3 separate regions of the Mus musculus genome follow, and regions 1 and 3 are each linked to region 2. Evidence: chromatin contacts called from public promoter capture Hi-C data. All regions are on one chromosome and are shown on one strand. The core of a region is the stretch at or near the end of the contact, and the rest is flanking DNA. Distances in the headings are between cores, read along the strand shown.

Region 1 (2,700 bases), core at 16-2,515, 470 kb after region 2:
TTTTTTTTTTCAAATGAGGCATGAGCTTTGGGGAAAAGGGGTCACCAAAGGGTTTCCTTCTGCTGCCCTCTGCTTCCATTTCTGGGAAGCCTCTTACTAACTGGGTCATTTTCTACCACGGAGGAAAAAAGAACAGGACACTGGCAATATCTGTCGCCTGGCTCTGCCGTTCTAGAGAGAGCACAGGGCAGAGCGCTTGTGGCTGGTCATCTTCTATGTGGTGACAGACCTGTCTTTCATATTTCTAGTCCGTTGCCAAGCTTCTAAATGAGCTCCTGGATTTAAATGGGCCACACATTGTTCTCTCTCTAATCCAGTGCAATTACGAAAGCAGTTTTTAGATATCAATGTATAATGTAATCAATGTAATGAACACACATGTTTTTAAATGAAATAACCAGACATTTTAAACAGGCTTATTAAGATGCGTCTATACCCACATGCTAGAACTTCCTGTTGGAAACTGTAGCTTTCAATTGGCTAAAAGGATTAATAATTATTGTGCTCTGTCCCCTATGCACCACATATAAGAATCACCTATTATATCCAAATGATCTTATCAGCCCACTAATGATCTGATTATAGCCACACAGATAACCTTCATTTTGCAAATCCTAGTGACATTAAAATAATCACAGAAACATGCAAGAAAATAAGTGTGTTTCTAGGGTATACTGCTTCATCTATTGAGCTACGAACGGTTTCAGAATTTGTCTTCGAAACACTGAAAAAATGATCAAAGTATCAAAGAGTCACCTCCGTAGTATGGTAGGTTCATCTAGATAACGGAAGAAAGCAAAATAAGTGTCAAACACACACACCCAGAACATTTGCATAATTTATCTCAGGACCCAAACGTTCCACAGCCAAGTAACCCCTCACAAGCGGCAGGCTCCTCTGACTGCCAAGCTCGAGTAACTACAGGCTGGATCTGACCTCTGCCTATGAACACCAGTAAGCCAGCAGAGAAACATTCCCCAAGCTTCGACAGGCCACACCCAGAAATAAGCACCAGTTATTTTTAAAGTTAGCACAAACAAAATAGTACCTGCTCTTCGGCCCTTTGGCTTCTCAGCGTTGATAAATATTTCCGAATAGAGTGGAGAGGATACTTTTTCAAGTAAGAAAATCCGGACGGAGGCAATAAGTTCTCCATACTGAGGGGAAACCCGAGGGTCCTTGTCTGCCCCTCCCTGACAGCGACCAAATGCGACCTAGACACTTAGTCTCTGCTGCCTAGCCGCTCCTTTGAAGTGCCACCACTTTGCTGCAAACCGAGCAGGTGTCAATCTTATAGCTCCCCCTTTGAGTGGAAGTTCCTAGAGACAGCTGAGGGAGGCGGGTCATCTAGAAACCTCCAGAACTGCAATGCCCAGGAGCCAGAGGCAGGAAGAAGTTCAGGGCTGGCCCGAAGAATGTAAACAGCCCAGCGATAGCGATATGACTGACTGTCCTATTTTGAGCAGCAAGGCTCTGTTGCAAGCGATGTTAATATTAGCTAGCGGGTGACTTTCCATACCCACGGACTCTCGTGAGGTTTAATTTTAATTCTTCCGACAGTATTTCTGGTGATTCTTTCTTTCTTTCTTTCTTTCTTTCTTTCTTTCTTTCTTTCTTTCTTTCTTTCTTTCTTTCTTTCTAAGAGGGCATGACATGAGGTTTTCCCAGTTTCCTTTGAGCTTTCTTGTCATTACCAACACACACTAACAACCTTCAACTGAGCCTCCGCTCAAAAGTGTCAATTCATTTCAGCCTTGAGAAACGCTGTTTTAGAGTTCTTATTTTATTATTTTTATTCATCTCTCATATGTTACATCCTGACCACAGTTTCTCCTCTCCTCCCAGCTCCTCCACCCACACATTCCTCCTCCCCACTCCCCAGGAGGAGGAAAAGGGTCCCACACATAGGCAAAAGAGTCTGGGACAGACCCAGCTCTCAATGTTAGCATTTCCACATGAACCCGGAGCTACTCAGCCATAACATACATGCAGAGGACTTGGGGCAGACCCCTGCAGGCTTCCTGGTCTCTGCAAGTTCCCATGAGTGTATTGATTCTGTGGACCCTGTTAGAAGACTAGCACTGTTTGAAAACTAAGCAAATCACACACACACACACACACACTCACACACAGACACCACCCCTTCATGGACATTATGGGGTTGGCCAGCTCTGTGGACATTCATTGAGTTCTGTGGTGCATTGTGCTACGTGCCAGTAACCAGACACTTTGCATTTATTGGGCAATGGCTGCAAACAGATTCTTTTCTGAGTTAAAAGGCTTCTTGCCTTGAATCCTTATCGCAAAGCCACAGGCTGAACTCAGAACCATTAAATTTCCCCGAGGCTTTCTCCTGAGTATCTGTGAGAGGAACTGTTACAAGCACACTTCTAACTACTATAAAAAGGATTCATGCCTTCAAAAGAGGAAAAAGGGGTGGTGGGGGCAGGGGGGTAAAGAAGAACACAACAAGAGATCTGTTGTGTTAAAGGATATGAAATTATACATTTGAAAGTTCATTTTCTTTGGGATCTATAGAGGTCACAGGGTTTGTCGTCTAAGTCCTGAGCCACACTTCTACCCCCACTCCACCCCAACTGTGTGTGCATGTATGTGTGTGTGTATGTGTGCATGTGCGCGTGCACACATACACACACACACACACACACACACACATGCATATTTATACTAGTGTACATA
Region 2 (2,700 bases), core at 201-2,700:
CCAAATCATGTAATAAAGCTCTTCAACTTACTTCTACACTGACAGCCCCAGGCACATAGTCCTTCTTGTTGCATTGAGCTACTTAAACTGGCCTTCCTACAAGTTTAGTGACCTCCTGGATACCATTGACTGATGGACACATACAATACTGAACACAGACTATTGTATACTATAGACATACAAAACACTAGATATTGGTGATAGTAGGTTTTGTTTTCTCTTATTCTCATGCATAGTAGATGTCAAGGCTCAATGAATATGCCTATCTTAAGTATCTGTGAAGTCAGGTAGCAAGGACAGAGTGATGCATTCTTTTCTCTGAGTCTCAAAATATTACTGAGAAGCTGTCAAGGTACCCACAACAGCACTTAGTGGAAGAACAGGCAACGATTTTGAGCCCTCACGTCTAAGCAATAACTCTCTAAACTTTCTAAAGCAGGTTACCCAGGTCTTTAATTTTCTTTCTTCCTTCCTTCCTTCCTTCCTTCCTTCCTTCCTTCCTTCCTTCCTTCCTTCCTTCCTTCCTTCCTTCCTTTCTTTCTTTCTTTCTTTCTTTCTTTCTTTCTTTCTTTCTTTCTTTCTTTCTTCCTTTCTTCCTTGCTCGCTTGCGCTCTCTCTCTCTCTCTCTCTCTCTCTCTCTCTCTCTCTCTCTCTCTCTCTCTCTCTCTCTAAAGAGGAAGCTGAAAGGCCAAATTGCTGTTTCTACTTTTCCAAAAACACTGATGTAACTGAGATAGGGTTTTTGGAGTAGAGAAATGAATGTCTAGCACATACAAGGTAGGACGACCTGGGGCATAGAAGATACAGTACTGTTGTAGCTGTATCACGATCATTCTGAAACTTTATGGTAACACTCTTTCCTGAAACAATTGCACCTGGTCTCAACTCTATGAGCTGCCTCTCTAGACAATTCCGGTTTAAGGTCTTTGATGAGTTGAAGAACGGCCTGGGACTGTTTGTGCTCCAGCCCCGAAAGTTGCATGTGGTCCGGTTTTGTTGTTTTTGGTTTGTTTTGTTTGTTTTGACCCCACTTTATTGTTAGCATACATCAGTCCTATTTCAGTGTTAACTCTGTTCATCTGTTTTTGGCATGTACATAAATTTTAAGTACTTGCTCCCTTAGTTATAATATAGAAATAACTTCTTTAAAGGGCTGGTCTTGGGATTAACCAATATAAAATTGCCAAAGTGCGACTTACTTAGCACAGTGAGTTTTCCCACAGTGAGTATTATTGGAGGTGACTTCTCTTTCTTTAGTTTACAAAGAAATTTTTATCTTTTCTTGTCACATTCTCCTAAAGTTTAAAGCCCCAAACGTTCTTTGCCACCACTAGAGTCAACCATCTAATCCATTGGCAAAGTAGAGCCATTTGGATACGGAACCATAGTTACAGGTATGGAGTCTTTACCCGGACCGCTTTGAGAAACGGACCGGAAGTGGCCCGGCTGTGCTTTTCCTCCGCGGAGGGCATTGGCGGACAAACGGCGTGACTGCTGTCCCAGGCCTACTACGAACTCCTGGGGTTTGGGTTGGGGACTTGCTGAAAGCTCCGCGGCGGCGCGGCGGGAGGTGTCGCGAGCCGAGCCCTGCCCGGCCACTTCCATGCCGGGTTGGAGGCTGCTGGCGCAGGCTGGCGCCCGGGTGCTGGGCTGTGGCGCCAGAGGCCTAGGTGCTGACCCCGGCTTAGAGAGAAGGTGGGTATGGGCAAGAGGTGGTGGCGGGGGGCGCCGCCCACTCAACTATGTCCTTGAACAGAGATTTGGTTTTGCCGCAGAGGGTTAGAAGTGGAAGGGGCCATGTGTTCAAGGGGGTAGCATAGAAAATTAAGAAAGCATCGTTCAATCTAAAGCCTTGAAGGAGTAGTGGGGTTTTGTTTTAATGTTCAAGGAATTAGGGGTTAGCTGCGACTATTAGCAGCAGCAAGAATGTCTTCCAACCAGCCAGTGCTGGACTAGACGTTGTGTTTGTATTGTAACCTATATTAGGCCTTGTGTCCGGTGAGCAGACCACTGTCGTGAAAGTTTTTCAGATAAAACTGAAACTAAAGGGAAATAGGTTGTCCAAAGTCACTCAGCTAATGAGTAGAAAATCACTTGTAATTCTAAGCTGGAACTTCCTCACTACCAACCAAAGTAGACTGCCCAGAGGTTTATTTAGGTTCTCATCCACCCCCACCGTATGCAAAAATTAAACACACTTCCTTCCTTCCTTGCCTCAAGCTGCTAATCTCCTTCTTAGTGCATTTGCTGGACAGGGGTTGTGTTCTGTGGTTTTTAGTTTTGTTTTTAAAACTGCTTATTTGGTAGTTTGTTAACATTGGCGATGCCACTCCATTAGAAAACTGTCAAGTACAGATTCATGTGGGTTAGTAGTCACTCATGTGTTTCTTATTAGTTAGGTAGGATTGTTTATTGTTAATGAAAAGATAAATTTAGCCTTCAGGGTAACCATTCTTGGTTAAAGCAGAAGCCCCCGTGTTATTATAAGAAGTGTTAGGGAAAATGGACAAACCACACCATTCCCTGAGGCCGTGAGTGCATTATCTAACTGTGGCCTCCCCTACATTAAATGGAAATAATGACTTGATTGTTTTTGTTTCCAGAAAGAATATCTTGTTCTTTGTTAGAAATCTCCACAGCAAGAGTAGTACTTGGTGGGATGAACATCTTTCTGAAGAAAATCTCTCCTTTGTTAAGCAA
Region 3 (2,700 bases), core at 122-2,621, 280 kb before region 2:
GTCAACTTTCTCAGTAGAAGGAAGGGAAGAGAGCAGTTTCCATGGGAGCACTGGTGGTTGAGAGCTGATGGATTATTTTGACTCTAGGCAAAGAGGCATGATGTGACTAGTTGGAGCTTGCCCAGTAGGCTCATCAGGCTGGCCAGTGAGCCTCAGGGCTTTGCCTGACTCTATTTCCTCGGGTCTGGGATTACAATGCATGTCTAAGGACTGAACTCAGGTCCTCAGATCTGAAAGGTGCATGTTTTATTGATTGCACCACTTCCCCGGCCCTCAAGGTTATTTTAAAGAATGGAAAACATTATGCTCTCCACTATAAATGGCTTTTTCTGGACACTAGAATCTCTATTAGTCAAAAATGTTTGTAATGATTACATTTTCTAAGGAAAGAAAGCAAACACTGTCTACATAGTATAAAATGGATATAGAGATTCAGCATTCAAACCCACTTCTACTTCACCTTCCAAGGACTCATGGACCAGCTGCTGAGGAAGCTGGTAGCTTGAAGCTCCTTCAGCGATTGCCTCCAATATTCCCCCTTCACCCAACACCCAGTCCTCCATGGAGAGGCCAACCTACCAAGTGACAGATTGTGGTGTGGGAAATACTCGTGGCATTCTTTTCCATGCTTGATTAGCTTTATCGGGTACATTAGCTCCAGAGATCCCCAAGAGACCATCCCTGGTTGTGAAGGGGACTTTGTCTTGGAACAACCTCTTCCTTCTACCTTGTCTTTCTTCCTCCTTTGCTTTCATTTTTCAAGCTGTTGGCATTAAAGACATCTTAAACTCAGAATATGATTTCAGAGGAACACAGCCAACCACACTATATTTGACTTTATACCTTTGACATGTTTAAGAATATTGCAAGTCACCTGCCCACCCCACCACCGTTTTTGACACGTAGGAGAATTGAAGCTCCGAGAGGGAAGGAAATTGCCTGTGTGAAAACACTTAAGTGACAGATCTGGGATTAAAATCTAGTTCAGATGGACTGCAAAGATTCAATCTCCTGGGAAATTATTAATACATCTCCTTCTGGCTTGAGCAATGATCTCACCCAGAGCAAGCAGCTGGGCTCTGTGCTCTGGACCAGGTCAGAGTCACAGGGTCCACATCGCCATTTTGGTGAGTTCAGATGGGATTGCTATTCCCTTGTTTTTATTTCTGGGTGCCCATCTCTACTTGTTGAGGCACTGCCTATTGTCTAAACCTAAAAATAGAAAGCGTCCGCTTTTACACATTTTCAAAAATTTCAATGTAATTATTTTAAAATAGGCTCCGAAATTTTGTTTTCTCTCTATTGGCAACCACGGTTGCCATGGAGTTCAAGTAATAGATTGTGATGTTTAACACTGAATTAATTACTACTTCTCACTCCTAGGGAACATCTAATTATACATATTCATGCCGGGCAGGATTTGATTTTTAAGGAGAGGAGAGAGAGAGAGAGAGAGAGAGAGAGAGAGAGAGAGAGAGAGAGAGAGAGAGAGAGAGAGAGAGAGAGAGCTTTTACTATATGAGACATGCAGGGAAGGGAGAGTGTGGCCTTTAGAAGTACTTCTCTTTGTCCTTCTGTCTTTTCACTGTTTTTCTGCTAGATCTACACATGTGCAGCCCCACTGTCTTTTATCAAGCATGTCCTCCCCCCATCTGACAGCGATCCTCTTCTGTTACTTTTTTTTAACACTGGAAGGAAATTAAGTACAGCTATATCTCCTACATGTCCTTCCTCAGCCCTGACCTGGGGTCACCATGTATCACTAGGTTGTAAAGTATTCCTAGAAAAATCATCCACCTTGTAGAATCAATCAAATTGGAATAATGTTATCTATGAGTAGAGTTGATTCAAAGATTACATTAGGTGTCTGTGTGTGGCATGATGGGGGGTTGTTGCATGCACTGAAGTGTTTAGATGTGTATATCCACACACACACCCCTCCAGTCCTCCACACACATGCAAAGGTCAGAGCAGGATGCCGGGTGTCTTCCTTTATCATTCTCTGACTCATTACCTTGAGACAGAATCTCTTGCTGGAAGAGAAGCATGCTCCTTTGGCTAAGCTGGATGATCAGCAAGTACTCTGAATCTGCCTACCTCAAACTCCCACTGCTTGGGTATAGGGACGTGTAGCATGCCTGGCTTTTTGTATTGGTACTGGGGATTTGGGCACATGTCTTCATGTTTACAGAGCAAGCACTTTTACACACTGAATCATCTCCTCGGCCCCACATCAGGTTTTAAGTAAACTTGGTGGGCATTGTGCTTTTTCTCTCATATATTAAAGTAGAAGATGGGGGCCTTATCAAAATACAAATTCTAACTCAATAAGGTAGGGACACACACCCCCTCCCAAAGTTATGAGTTCCTGACAACCTCCCATCTCAAAGCAATACTGAGAATAATGAGAATTTAGATAATACTTGTGTGAATGTGCACGTGCATGCCTGTGTGTGTATCTGTGTCTGTGTTTGTGTGTGTACATGTGTGTAAAATGCATGTGAAGCTGTTGGTATCAGTCCTTAACTAGCCCTCACAGTATACCCTGTGGACAGAGGGCACAGAACTTCACCATTAGCCAAATACAGAAACTGAGGCACAGTGGAGCAATCCTATGACAGCAAAATGAATCCACTGGGCGTCTGGGCTGCTTATTGTAGCCTCCCCCCGTGAAGCTTCTATTTTTCTCCTGTGTGGGCT

What was found. Promoter capture Hi-C pulls out the DNA fragments that hold promoters and counts their contacts.
Region 1: a contact with region 2 is called in a promoter capture Hi-C map of liver, with 3 times the contacts expected there. The contact joins the promoter of Atp2c1 here to the promoter of Mrpl3 in region 2. A contact is called at or near these places in 7 of 39 promoter capture datasets (cranial neural crest, erythroid cells, hematopoietic stem and progenitor cells and 3 more).
Region 3: a promoter capture Hi-C map of hippocampal neurons shows a contact between it and region 2, with 5 times the contacts expected there. The contact joins the enhancer-like site here to the promoter of Mrpl3 in region 2. A contact is called at or near these places in 3 of 39 promoter capture datasets (the C10 cell line, hippocampal neurons and stem cell-derived epiblast-like cells), 2 of 484 Hi-C or Micro-C datasets (cerebral cortex and forebrain) and 2 of 115 datasets of contacts at active chromatin or transcription factors (fibro-adipogenic progenitors and neural progenitor cells).

What each region holds. Positions count from the first base shown.
Region 1 is chr9:105,519,992-105,522,691 of GRCm38.p6, forward strand. Atp2c1 (ATPase, Ca++-sequestering) reads right to left here and starts at 1,266. Exons shown (of 27, transcript NM_001253831.1): 1 at 1,049-1,266. The coding sequence starts at 1,156.
Region 2 is chr9:105,051,818-105,054,517 of GRCm38.p6, forward strand. It overlaps Mrpl3 (mitochondrial ribosomal protein L3), which reads left to right and starts at 1,451. Exons shown (of 10, transcript NM_053159.4): 1 at 1,451-1,695; 2 at 2,604-2,700. The coding sequence starts at 1,604.
Region 3 is chr9:104,775,285-104,777,984 of GRCm38.p6, forward strand. All of the region lies in intron 2 of Cpne4 (copine IV), which reads left to right. Among named protein-coding and RNA genes, the nearest start is that of Cpne4, 210 kb to the left of the region's middle. Within about 2 kb of position 1,372, at least 12 of the 459 cell types and tissues checked have an H3K27ac peak or open chromatin away from gene starts, as enhancers often do. A contact at or near this core is called in forebrain and hippocampal neurons, where this site is marked.